2 separate regions of the Columba livia genome follow, and region 2 is linked to region 1. Evidence: chromatin contacts called from public Hi-C data. All regions are on one chromosome and are shown on one strand. The core of a region is the stretch at or near the end of the contact, and the rest is flanking DNA. Distances in the headings are between cores, read along the strand shown.

Region 1 (5,664 bases), core at 2,061-4,560:
GAATAAAAGGGACACAAGAGAAATTCTTGTTGCAAACAGTCGCAAAATGTCAAGAGCAAGGCGTAAAAAAATTCTGTGTTGTTTTGTCAATAAATTATGTGTTCTCCTACACAGACTTTACCTTGGCAACAGCAATATTTGATACCGCAGGCAGCTTATTCCCAGCTCAGCTCACACTTGGCTGAATACACCGATCGATTATCCACAGCTTAACCAAACCTTCTCATTTCCTGCTGCCGTTATTGCGCTCCCTCAACCCTGCGGCCTTTGTGGGCTGCCCTGTGTGCCGAGACGAGCCAGGAGACGCGGTTCTGGGAGAAAAGCTCTTGTCGATGGAAGAGTCGTTAGATAACGCTAACGAGTTGAAAGGCTGTGGGTTTTGTGTTGGTTGGGGTGAAGAGGACAGGAACCCAAAGGGCTCCCGGCATTCCCGGGGTGTCGTGTTTGAGGATTGAACTGCACGTTGCCATCTTCACTCGTCTTATTTTCTTACTGAACGCTGATGGCTCCCGCTCTTGACAATGCTACTGTGTTGGCAAGAAGTAATTATATGTTAACATACACGCAGCTGAATTAAATAATCAAGCTACAAAAATAACGTTCATTTGTAATAATAACCTCTGTATTTCCAGGCTCGGTTTTCTTGGCTTGCGAACAGCTGGTCAGGTTTCTTATTTAATTAGAAAGCAGCCTACAAAGAAGATATCCTGAGAACTTGAAATTACATGTGCTGTTGCAGAGTAGGGAGAAAAATGACGCTTGTTGTATCTGTTGAGCTCCTGACTTGCAGATGGGTTCATGTGTGTGTCTCTTGGTGTGGTTGGAGTAAGTGGCGACGGGGAAGGGCACAACGAGTGGGACAATCAACCCTATGGCTGGTGGTGGAGCCCGGAGCGGAATTATAACAGAACGGGGGGTGTGGAGCAAGATCATCATTTTTGGGTGGCGAAGAACGAGCGCAAGGGGTGGGTGAATTTGTAGCGTTAAAAATAACGTCCACTTGACAAGCAGCTTTGTAGAGCCAGAGCTTCCGTGCTGCAGCGCACAAGGTGTTGATTTTAAATGGCACGGTGACTTAAATATCTAACGTGTTATTAAAATAACACAAGAATTTGGTAGCTTAGGCTTAATCACATGATTTATTTTTTAAATAGAAAAATGTCCTTGTTGAAATAAAGGAAAGGTGTTCTTTTCCTTGTTGTCTTTTGCTGTTTCTTTGCAATAGCTCCTATTCACCGAGTCTGCGTGCCCATCTGTCATCTCCAGCATTTGGTAGATTGTTTCCAAAGCTCGTTGTGATTTCACGTGGTATCTAAATAGGGCAAGTCATGAAGGATATGGCTTAAATCCCTCGGGGAGAATCTGCAGGACATCTGTGATCGTTTGCACCGTTTGGTTGGTCAGAGCCCTGGGAAGAGAATGTGGCATCTCTTAAGATGTGAATTGTAACGTGCGGTAACTGTTTGAGTGTGTTGAAAAATCAAATTGGCACCTTGCAGTTGTCCCAAATGCTGTGGAATTCACTATGTTCATACTTGTAAAGAGAACCTGTGGGGTTATTTTTTCCCCTTTTAATGGCGAAGCTCATTTTTAAGTAGCGGTTGAGCAGATGTTTGCGAACCGGGATGCTTTAATCCATTTATGGATTTTATCTAATTCTCATTGAATGTCCAAAGCAGATTCATGGAAAAAGGAACAAAAACCCAAACAGCAGCAACAGCAGAAGCCCAAATGATTACTTGGCGAGCATCGCAGCAATAGGCAGTATTGTCATTTAAGGGAAGAATTGGAGTTTTGCAGCACAGGGAATATTTTTGAGCTGACAAAGACACTTTAAAGCACTTGCAATTCCTGTGATTTGTGCAAGTCTGGATTTGGCACGTGGCCGTCTGCAGCTTTCATACGGAACGGTGCAAAATAATACTAAAGTAATGTTTTCTGAACTAGGGGACACTTCTGTGTGCACGTGGTTCTAAACCCATGGCGCCTGTGGGTACGTTCTGCAATGGGAATGACACACAGAGTTAAAAGTTGGCTGACAAAATAGCATGTCTAGGAATTTTCTTGTGTGGTGCAGGATATAAATGTGACAGACGCTTGATATTTTTAGGGAGGTGGAGACTTCAGGTTAAACCCAACAGGGTTGCGCGTGTTGGAGAGCAGATATGGAATGTGCCTTTTCAAGATGAAGCTTTTAAATTAATTGGACAAAAAGCAGCAATCATGGTAGAAGGGGGTGTTTAGGAAGGAGATCAAAGATATGTATGTTGGCCGTGTTTGGCTTTTCCTGTCATTTAGAATTCATTTTCATAAAATGTAGGTTTTAGAAGTTAAAAGCATAGGACGTTAGTGTACGCCATGGCTTCAAATCTATGCTTATGCACACACCGTTGGGATTGATTGTTTTTATCATCGGTTTGAGCTCTAATTCTAACTTCACCTTTTTCCTCTGTAGTTTTTAACAATATGTTATTTTTATTTCTGAAGTATAATGAAAGAAAAGCCACTTTGCTTTGTTATGAAAACCCCCGTCATTTCTTCTCCAATTCGTCATTGCCCTGGAAACTCCCCCGTGATCCGGTCCCGTGCCCCCCGTGATCCGGTCCCGTGCCCCCGTGATCCAGTCCCGTGCCCCCTGTGTTCCTATTGCGAACTTGATTCAGGGCAGGAAATGTCGTTGTTCTTCCACATGCGCAGGGAACCTCTGGAATAAAACACAGCAAAGGGAACAACCTGGACGTCCCGGGAGCCTGAGAGCAAGGTTTCAAAATGGGCAATGAGTATTTTCGGGTCAAATTGATGTGCTCGAACCAGCAAGAAGCTCCAGGCTGTGTGTAGATGTTCTGCTTTCCTAAAGTACGTGATTTTTGTGTGATGAGGTGATTGAAATACTGTAAAACGTCGTAAGTGCTTTAGGAAACTGGGGTGTTTGCGATGAAAAAGCAGAAATCGGTGTTGCCTCTTAGTCGCTGTCCTTTCTTATTTTCATGCGTTAGACAAGCTCGTTGTCTTTGCAAATGTATTATTAAAAAGTAGGTTTCACATGTATTCTTGGGATGCTCCCGGCTGTTTTTTGGGGTGTTTCACACTGAGGACATGTGCTGTTCACAACCTTTTTTCTGGCACAATGCTGCCACTAGCAGCTTTTTTGTGGTATTACATGTGTTTTCCATCAAAGGCTTCAAGAATTTAATGGAAATATTTTGGCGTTTATTAAGCAGAAAGGGTGGAAATTGCTGTAACAACAGAGCTGATGTGAACCCAAGAGACAATAACATTTTCTGGTCCAGTAACCTACGATTTAACTTTGAAATGTAAATGTTTCACGGGCAGTCATAGGAGGGTCTAGAGAAGTGTAGGCCGGGAAAAACAAAGGGCACTTGCAGTTGCCTCATTCCGAAAGAATGTTGGTTTCCCTTCAGGCTTTCCTCTGTTGCTTCAAGTGTTTTGAAGCAGGATTTGGAGGAATCGACTACCCAGGCTTTCAAAGATAAACTGAAGCAGACAGTCTGTAATAACTTGATCTGGGAATTCTCTTTTCAAGTGGTGTTTATGCTCGTTTCCTTCCGAGAAGGAACAAAGTGGTAGTTGGTTCTCCAGTGCAAAAGGAGCGCTTGAGGAAGGTACTTCAGTGTAAATTGTGCTGTTGGCTCTGTGAGGTACGTGAGCAGTCAGAGCCGGTAATTATTGGATTGAAGTGCAGCATCCTGTGCTTTTGTGTAGAGGAGTCTCATAAAGAACATCTATGATTATATATGAATCCATCCATCCTTGCGGGGCGGGGGGGAAATCTGTTTTCTTTCAGAATGGTTGCATTGAATTATGTTGCCATTGGTATTCTCTTCTGTGTTTGGCCATAAATACTGTTTTGTAGAAACTGGCAGACTAAGACGGGGCTGCGTGAGGCCAAGGATTGCAGGCTTCTTCTAATCCCTGTCTCTTCTTGGGTGTAGTTTTAAGTGACTTGTATTTTCTGTTCAGATACCCAGAGGTACAACTGCATGTTGATGCAGGTTCTCGTTGCTTTTGTCTAATTTGAAAGTCAGCCATTAGCACATTGCCCTCGTTTCTTTGCCATACAAGTGTCTTCCTCCCTTTCGGGTTTTGCTGCAGGTTTCCTTCAGCGTGCAGACAAATTGTATACCGTACAATGTGTCAGATGTGGTCCGATTTCCTTTTTAGTAATGCCTTTAGACCTTCTTTTTCAGAGCAAACGGGACCACCTCCTGATGAACGTCAAATGGTACTATCGCCAGTCTGAAGTCCCGGATTCAGTCTATCAGCATCTGGTTCAGGACAGACACAACGAGAACGGTAAGTCAGGCTCTGCGGAGTACGGCCTGCTTTACTTGTACTCTGAATTTTATGTTTCAACAGCCCAAGAAGCAAGAACACTTCTGTATAGGGATACAAAGCTGTTGCTGAAGACAGATGATAGTGTTGCTTACCTGCCTTGTACGTTCTAATGAGTGTATGTCCTGTAACCAGAGCTATAATTGGATGTGTTCCAGGTCTGGTTTAAATACCGTGTTATATTATATTAATGCCTTAAGAGAGCAGAAAAGAAAACTAGCATTGGATCCCTTTTAGGCCTTCTGGACGGTCTGCTAATACCAAACTGGCTGAAGAAATTGTCAGTCTCTTCTATTTTTGGTGATTCTGCCGTAGTGTCAGGAGAACTACATTTTTACATTCATACTACCCTGCGTGCATGAATATTCAATGTAATTAACATTGCGGTAAGTGATGTAACTGAGGGATTTGTAGCCGAGTCCCCCCCTTTTCTCCTTGCAAAACCCAAGTGCGATCTGGGGTTTAACAGAAACGCAAGAAACTTTAGTACATATTCCAGTGTCATTTATCTCTTACCTCTAGGGGAGACAGAACATTTGCTTCTATTCTAACCAGGAAATTTCCTTGAGGCAACTGTTAAAATTCTGAAGATACTCCAAGGTGAATTGTGATGAGAAAAGTTAATGCTTCAAATATGGAACACAGCAACTTTTTGGTGCGTGACAGTACCAGGTTGAGCAGACATCCTCCTTTTTGCAGGTGTTACCGACATTGTGTGCGTGTAACATTTCTTACTAAGTTATTTGAAACTTCTAATAATGGGATTATATGGAGTGTCCAAGAAGTGAACATTTTAATAACCTCACAGCTTTTTACGTCACACACTTGTGCACGTGGAGAAATGTTCTTGTGCGCCATTCAAAGGTATTATAACGAAGTCATGGGAAAGGTTGTCTTCCAGTTTTTTCTTAACACTGAGAATTTTCTGAGTTTGAACATGAATATCCATATTTATGTCAAAGCCAGAGCACTAAGCAGTTAGCACTGTCAAGATTTTACTGAAGATTTGCGATTAAATGTGTGAAACAACCAAAACTTTAGCCCGGAACGCAAAAGTCAGTGATAAATTAACTAGCAACATTGCTTCACATAGCAGAGACCACTTCTGGTGGTCGGTAGGTAAGATGTGTCCACTTACCCCTAAAGTTTGTTTCCAAATTCACGTGTAAATAGGGGTATGATGTTATTTCTGTACGTGCAGACCGTGTAAACGATCTGAATGTTTGTCATCTTGATGCTGAGTGTGTATCTAAGAAGGGTGCTCAGCCTTTGGGCTGTGCGCCCCCTGTGCTGTGGCGGGGCTGCCAGCGC
Region 2 (5,664 bases), core at 1,677-4,176, 55 kb before region 1:
TAATAAAATGCCTAAGAAGATTGTCTGTGTTATGTAATACTGATGGAATTATGGTTGGATAAACACATTAATACAAGGGAGGAGAAAATGCCCACACTTCAGCTGCGGGAGGCAGAAACGTTGCTGCTGAAATCACAGAATCCCAGAATGTCAGGGGTTGGAAGGGCCCTGGAAAGCTCATCCAGTGCAATCCCCCCATGGAGCAGGAACACCCAGATGAGGTTACACAGGAAGGTGTCCAGGCGGGTTGGAATGTCTGCACAGAAGGAGACTCCACAACCCCCTGGGCAGCCTGGGCCAGGCTCTGCCACCCTCACTGGGAAGAAGTTTCTTCTCATGTTTAAGTGGAACCTTTTGTGTTCCAGTTTGAAGCCATTACCCCTTGTCCTATCACTGGCTGTCACCGAGAAGAGCCTGGCTCCATCCTCCTGACACTCAGCCTTTAGATATCTGTAAGCATTAATGAGTCCCCCCTCAGTGTCCTCTTGTCCAGCTCCAGAGCCCCAGCTCCCTCAGCCTTTCCTCACACGGGAGATGCTCCACTCCCTTCAGCATCTTGGTGGCTGCGCTGGACTCTCTCCAGCAGTTCCCTGTCCTGCTGGAACTGAGGGGCCACAGCTGGACACAAGATTCCAGGTGTGGTCTCCCCAGGGCAGAGCAGAGGGGCAGGAGAACCTCTCTGACCTACTGACCACCCCCTTCTAACCCACCCCAGGTACCATTGGCTTCCTGGCCACAAGGGCCCAGTGCTGGCTCATGGTCACCCTGCTGTCCCCAGGACCCCCAGGTCCCTTTCCCCTACACTGCTCTCTAATAGGTCATTCCCCAACTTATCCTGGAACCTGGGGTTGTTCCTGCCCAGATGCAAGACTCTACACTTGCCCTTGTTATATTTCATTAAGTCTTTCCCTGCCCAGCTCTCCAGCCTGTCCAGGTCTCTGGGTGGCAGCACAGCCTTCTGGTGTGGCATCCATGGCATAATTTCTGAATGTGTTTTAAAATTCAGGGTAGCTAGTTTAAAAATAACACGTGAGAAGTTTTAGTTTAGCTAGCTGTAAATGGCTTACCTTAATCTTGCTATTTTGGGCGAGTGAAAGGGAAATGGGGTCTGAGGAAATGCTCTTTAGCAAAAGACAGGAAGGCTATGGAGATTACTTATCTATCGGTTGAATTGCAGGTCATGTGTTTTTATATGCACAACAGTTTGTTTGTTTTCAGGATGGGAACAGTCGTGCTTCTACAGATAGAATAGGTTGTGCTAAAACAGCGGCCAGACTATTGATCCTTTGGTGAAAGAAATGTGGATTGAGATGGAGTAAAATGTGTAACTGTCAAAGGCTCTACATTGGTATTTAAATAGATGCTACTTTTACCCACTATTCTCAATTTTTTTTTTGTTTTCGTGGTCAAAGGTAAATAAACATATACAAAGTCACATTTTTAAAACTCCAAATTGCTTCTTGCACTGACAACTGTTATAAAACTGCAAACTTTGTATGTGTCAGAGTGCAAAGCTGTGAGCAGGCAGCCTAGTAGACATGGCAGCTGTACACGACTCTGATTTAGACCTTAAACGCTGCGATTTGACAGCTTTTGGGCTCAAAACCCAGTCTTGCAAATGATACTATTGATCCAGCAGTGTTTAGATAGTTTGGCACTTATTTCCATCAGGTTATTGCTGAAGATTCTGTTCCGTAAGGATTCTGGGTTATCTTCCAAACTTCCTTTAGAGTTTTTACAGTGGCAGCCTGTGCCCAGCAGCAGGGTCCTCGGGAGGTCCTTGTGAATCCCTGTACATGAAGGATGAATATCGTCTTCAAGAAAGATTAGACGGATAATCATAGGTTTTCCGGACCAAAAGATAGTTCTCCAGTGTGAGACGTGAGTGAAGCTCAAGAGCATGACCTTCTGTGTTGAATTCTTTTTCTGTGATAGGAAACGTGGCGCTGGGACTGGAGGATGAAGGTGGGGTGAGGGAAACCCCTTCCTCTTGCTCGGGAGCTTTGGCTGCCTTGTGCAACTTGTTCGCTATTCTCGGTCATCGTTTTGAGTCTGATTAATTTGGACGATTAACCCAAAAGACATTGAATCCCGCAGACTGTTTTTTGTGTGGTTTTTGTGTGTTCCTGCTTTAAGCAACAAGTTGGAAGACTTGATAAAGAGAGAAATTCAGAACTGTACAGCTCGGAGTGCAACATGACTTTCCTTAAATCACACCAATCTTACACACATACACACATGCTGTATGTAAATTTAGAAAAGAATGCATTTATCCCCCATATCTGAGAAATGCTGTTGTTTTCAGTGATATGTAATGGGTCTGCTATCAGCTTGTGTGTACAATACAACCTGTTTTTAGGATCCCGTGGGTAGTGGCGTGAATTCTTTAAGTGATGGAGTAATTGGTGTTCGCTGTCGCTACCGAGGAGCCGACTCCAGAGGGCACTCGGCGCCAGCACTGCTTTCTCCTCCCCTGTTTCAACAGCACAAGATGACGTTTCGCTGAAGAAAAGCAATAAAAGTCGCTCTGTGTTCCTTCTGGCTTTCCCACCGACCACACAGCCTCTTGGTATATTGGAAGCATGAATATTGGTTTGGCCCGGAGAGTTAATCTGGAAGATGCGTCTTAATTATTTAGCTCTGGGGGGGGTTCTCTCACACCGTGAGCTCGAACGTCCTACCTGTCGTTTTCATGCTGGCTTAAATAATTTGGATGTTTGAAGTATCTTTTCAGGCCTTTAGAGAGCATAAATAAAAGGATAAAGTGATGGCATTTTCCTCCTTTCTTGGACAAGAGGTAATATATTGCGTTTTTGCCTCAATATACTCAAAGAGAAAGCAGCAGTGTCTTGACCTGCTGTGATTTTTCATGGTCCTTTCTGGTTAGAGACTGTAAACCTTCGAATTGTGAACAGTTCTTCACTGTTTGGTGTTGAGCTGCAGCATCGGGCGGTAGATTTCCGTATCAGATTCCTTTCAGTTCTTCTCTTAAGTGCTTGGGGTGTGCGAGTGTGACTGTTCGGGCTCCCATCTTTTATACTGAATATGCTTTGCCTTCTTCCTCAGGGAAGGAATAACTTTTCCCCCTCAATATACAATCAGGTAATACAAAACTCATAATTTTTACATTTGACTTGAGTGAATACAAGGATAGTAATTGTTTCAGCCTGATGGCGATTAAAACTTGTCTCGCATGTCAGTTATTAAATGTGGGAATAGCTGCAAGCTGTGGAATAAACGCTATGATTTACAGTGCAGCTCTGAATGGCTGTAATGCAAGAAGTGTATAGATTTGTTTGGTATAAAAGCTTCATTGAAGGGGAGAAGCAGCAGCCGCCCGCTAGACCATTTCTGGTTGTGATTTTTATTTTAACAGGCTGAAGCTCAATGTGGTGATTTGTGTGGTATAATGACGGTAATTCCGAGCTGGAAGATGAGTTATCTGTAATTTCGAGCCTTTCTCAGTGTTACAGCTTCTTATCAGCGGAGTTAACAGGAGCTGAACTGTCTGCATTACCCCGAGTTTTCCTCCTTTCTCAAGGTAAAGGTTAAAGTTATTACAAGCGCGTCTGTTCGCTTTTCTTGGCGTTGAAGAGCGCTTTGGACACTTGCACATTATTGCTGTGGACATATTTTTCTACTTAACGTGGTGAGCAGTTGTTTAATTGGAAAAGCTGTTACTTCTGTTGATCCTGACTATAGTAAAAATCAATCTCTTCTCTGCAGTCTGAACTAATAAGAATCAAACTCAGTGAAGGGTGAAAATGGATTAATCAACAGAGAACCATTTTAAAGGTTATTTAAAAAAGCCAAACCCACAAACAAACCAAACACCCCCACCCAAGCTCTGAAACCAACGAGCCAAACGAGGTTCTGTGTGTTGCAGGTTGGAAGATCTGCCTGTACTCCTTGGGATTTTTGAGCACTTTGCGCACTGCTTTTGTTGTTTTTTAGTTCACATCGTGAGTAATGAATCAAATAATGAGCTGGAGTGGGAATCAAATGTATTAAAGAACTTCTGTGATGTTGCTGAAATGTGAGCATTATGTGCTGTATTTTGTTTTTCCTTAATGCTTTCAGTTGGGCTGTTGTCAGCACTTGAGGGGAAAAATGCCAACTTCTAATTGGCGATTGCAAAGTCAAGTCTCTACCTGGTCTTTGTGGTTTATTTGCAGTGTTTCGGCGGGTCTGTCGCCTTTCCCGGAGGACACTGACACTAGGTGGCATTCTGCGGCTTCACCGTGTCCCCGCATTAAAACCGTCACCCATTCCTCTTGAACCCTTTGTGCTCAAAGAGGTTTCTGATGTTTCTCTGCAGAGGCTTTAAAGCTGTTTGTTTAGCGTTACACTGGAAACTTGCTTCACGTAGCCCGAAACTGTGTTCCTGTTACCCAGGAATGTTTGCTTTTGGTGTAGATGTAACGTAGGACATGTCAATATTTTCTCGCATGTTTGTTTTCTGGAGTTGTCCCTTTGTGTGCTTGTTTCAGGCCTTAGTGTGCAGCTGATTTCATCAAAGGTGGAATATCTGGAGCACAATGTACAACAGGAGGGAATTATACTCTGGGTTACAATTTTCTGCAAGTACTTTGGAGAAATTACATAGATTACTCTCACATATCCTTATTAGTTTGTTGCCTTCACATTGTTTGGTTGCCCAATTCTGTTGGGGACTATATATTTTCATCTTTTCTGTGCATTTCTATGTTTTTCTATGCCACGAGACAACTAAATAGGAGACCTGGAATACCTTTTACATTAATTCTCCTCCCGATAAGCCATTGAAGGAACAGCGTCAGACAAAACCAGTATGGGGCCAGGTTAGCCTTCCTATAAATACCAACTTAATTTGTGTGTCTCTGTAGTAGCTGCATTACATATAGAACCAAGGTGAACGTAGTTGAGACTAGTGTATTTTTACTTGAGAATTTTGAGGGAAGTCCAAAGTCAGAATACAGTCGCATGAATGGGATTTTTTAAGCCCTCAGCGTGATTTTTATGTTAAATTCTGATAGGAAAACGTGGGTTGTTTTGACAAGTAGCACAGAACTGATTTATGTTAAAATATACAGCAGGATCTATTATTTGGTGAGTGTTTGATAAGCCAGGGTTAACCATGCTTAGCTATTTTCACCTCTTCATCTACAGCAAGAGAAGTGTTATGAAACGACTTGGAAAGGCCTTTTTGACTGTTAATGAGTTGATATGAGCGATCAAAAATCTGCTGCTTCCTTTCAGTTCTGTGTAGGTGGTTGAAGACTCCGCGAAAGATGTTCCTGCATCAGGAAATCCTTATTTGTTTGGAAAACAAATCAAAATCAGTCGAGCCCAGCAAAACTTGTATTGTAGGGAAGTCATGTTGCACTCAGAGCCGCACCATTTTGAATTGATCTTTTTATCAAGTCTTCCCAAGTGTAGAGACACCTTTTTCAAAAGGACCAAAGGCTTCTTGAATATGTCAGGCTGTAGCATGGCCAAGGCAGGTACATGCCTCACACTTGACTGCAATTCTTAACCCTGGTATATATGTGTTGTTAAGGCTCTTAAGAAATGGATGCATGTGGAAAAGAGTCAGTTTTTGACGTAAACTGCTGTTCCTTCCTCTGAGATGGAAACCATCTGGTTAACTTGCTCTTAGGAATTTGTGGAGGGAAAAGGAGAAGA

What was found. A called contact is a pair of places that touch in the nucleus more often than the background predicts.
Region 2: a Hi-C map of liver shows a contact between it and region 1, with 6 times the contacts expected there. The contact joins two enhancer-like sites. A contact is called at or near these places in 2 of 2 Hi-C or Micro-C datasets (crop and liver).

The regions. Positions count from the first base shown.
Region 1 is chr21:2,937,022-2,942,685 of bColLiv1.pat.W.v2, reverse strand. RERE (arginine-glutamic acid dipeptide repeats) reads left to right here. Exons shown (of 22, transcript XM_065037951.1): 4 at 4,209-4,314. Among named protein-coding and RNA genes, the nearest start is that of RERE, 80 kb to the left of the region's middle. Within about 2 kb of position 3,310, at least 1 of the 3 cell types and tissues checked has an H3K27ac peak away from gene starts, as active enhancers do.
Region 2 is chr21:2,992,018-2,997,681 of bColLiv1.pat.W.v2, reverse strand. The region is part of intron 1 of RERE (arginine-glutamic acid dipeptide repeats); the gene reads left to right. Among named protein-coding and RNA genes, the nearest start is that of RERE, 25 kb to the left of the region's middle. Within about 2 kb of position 2,926, at least 1 of the 3 cell types and tissues checked has an H3K27ac peak away from gene starts, as active enhancers do.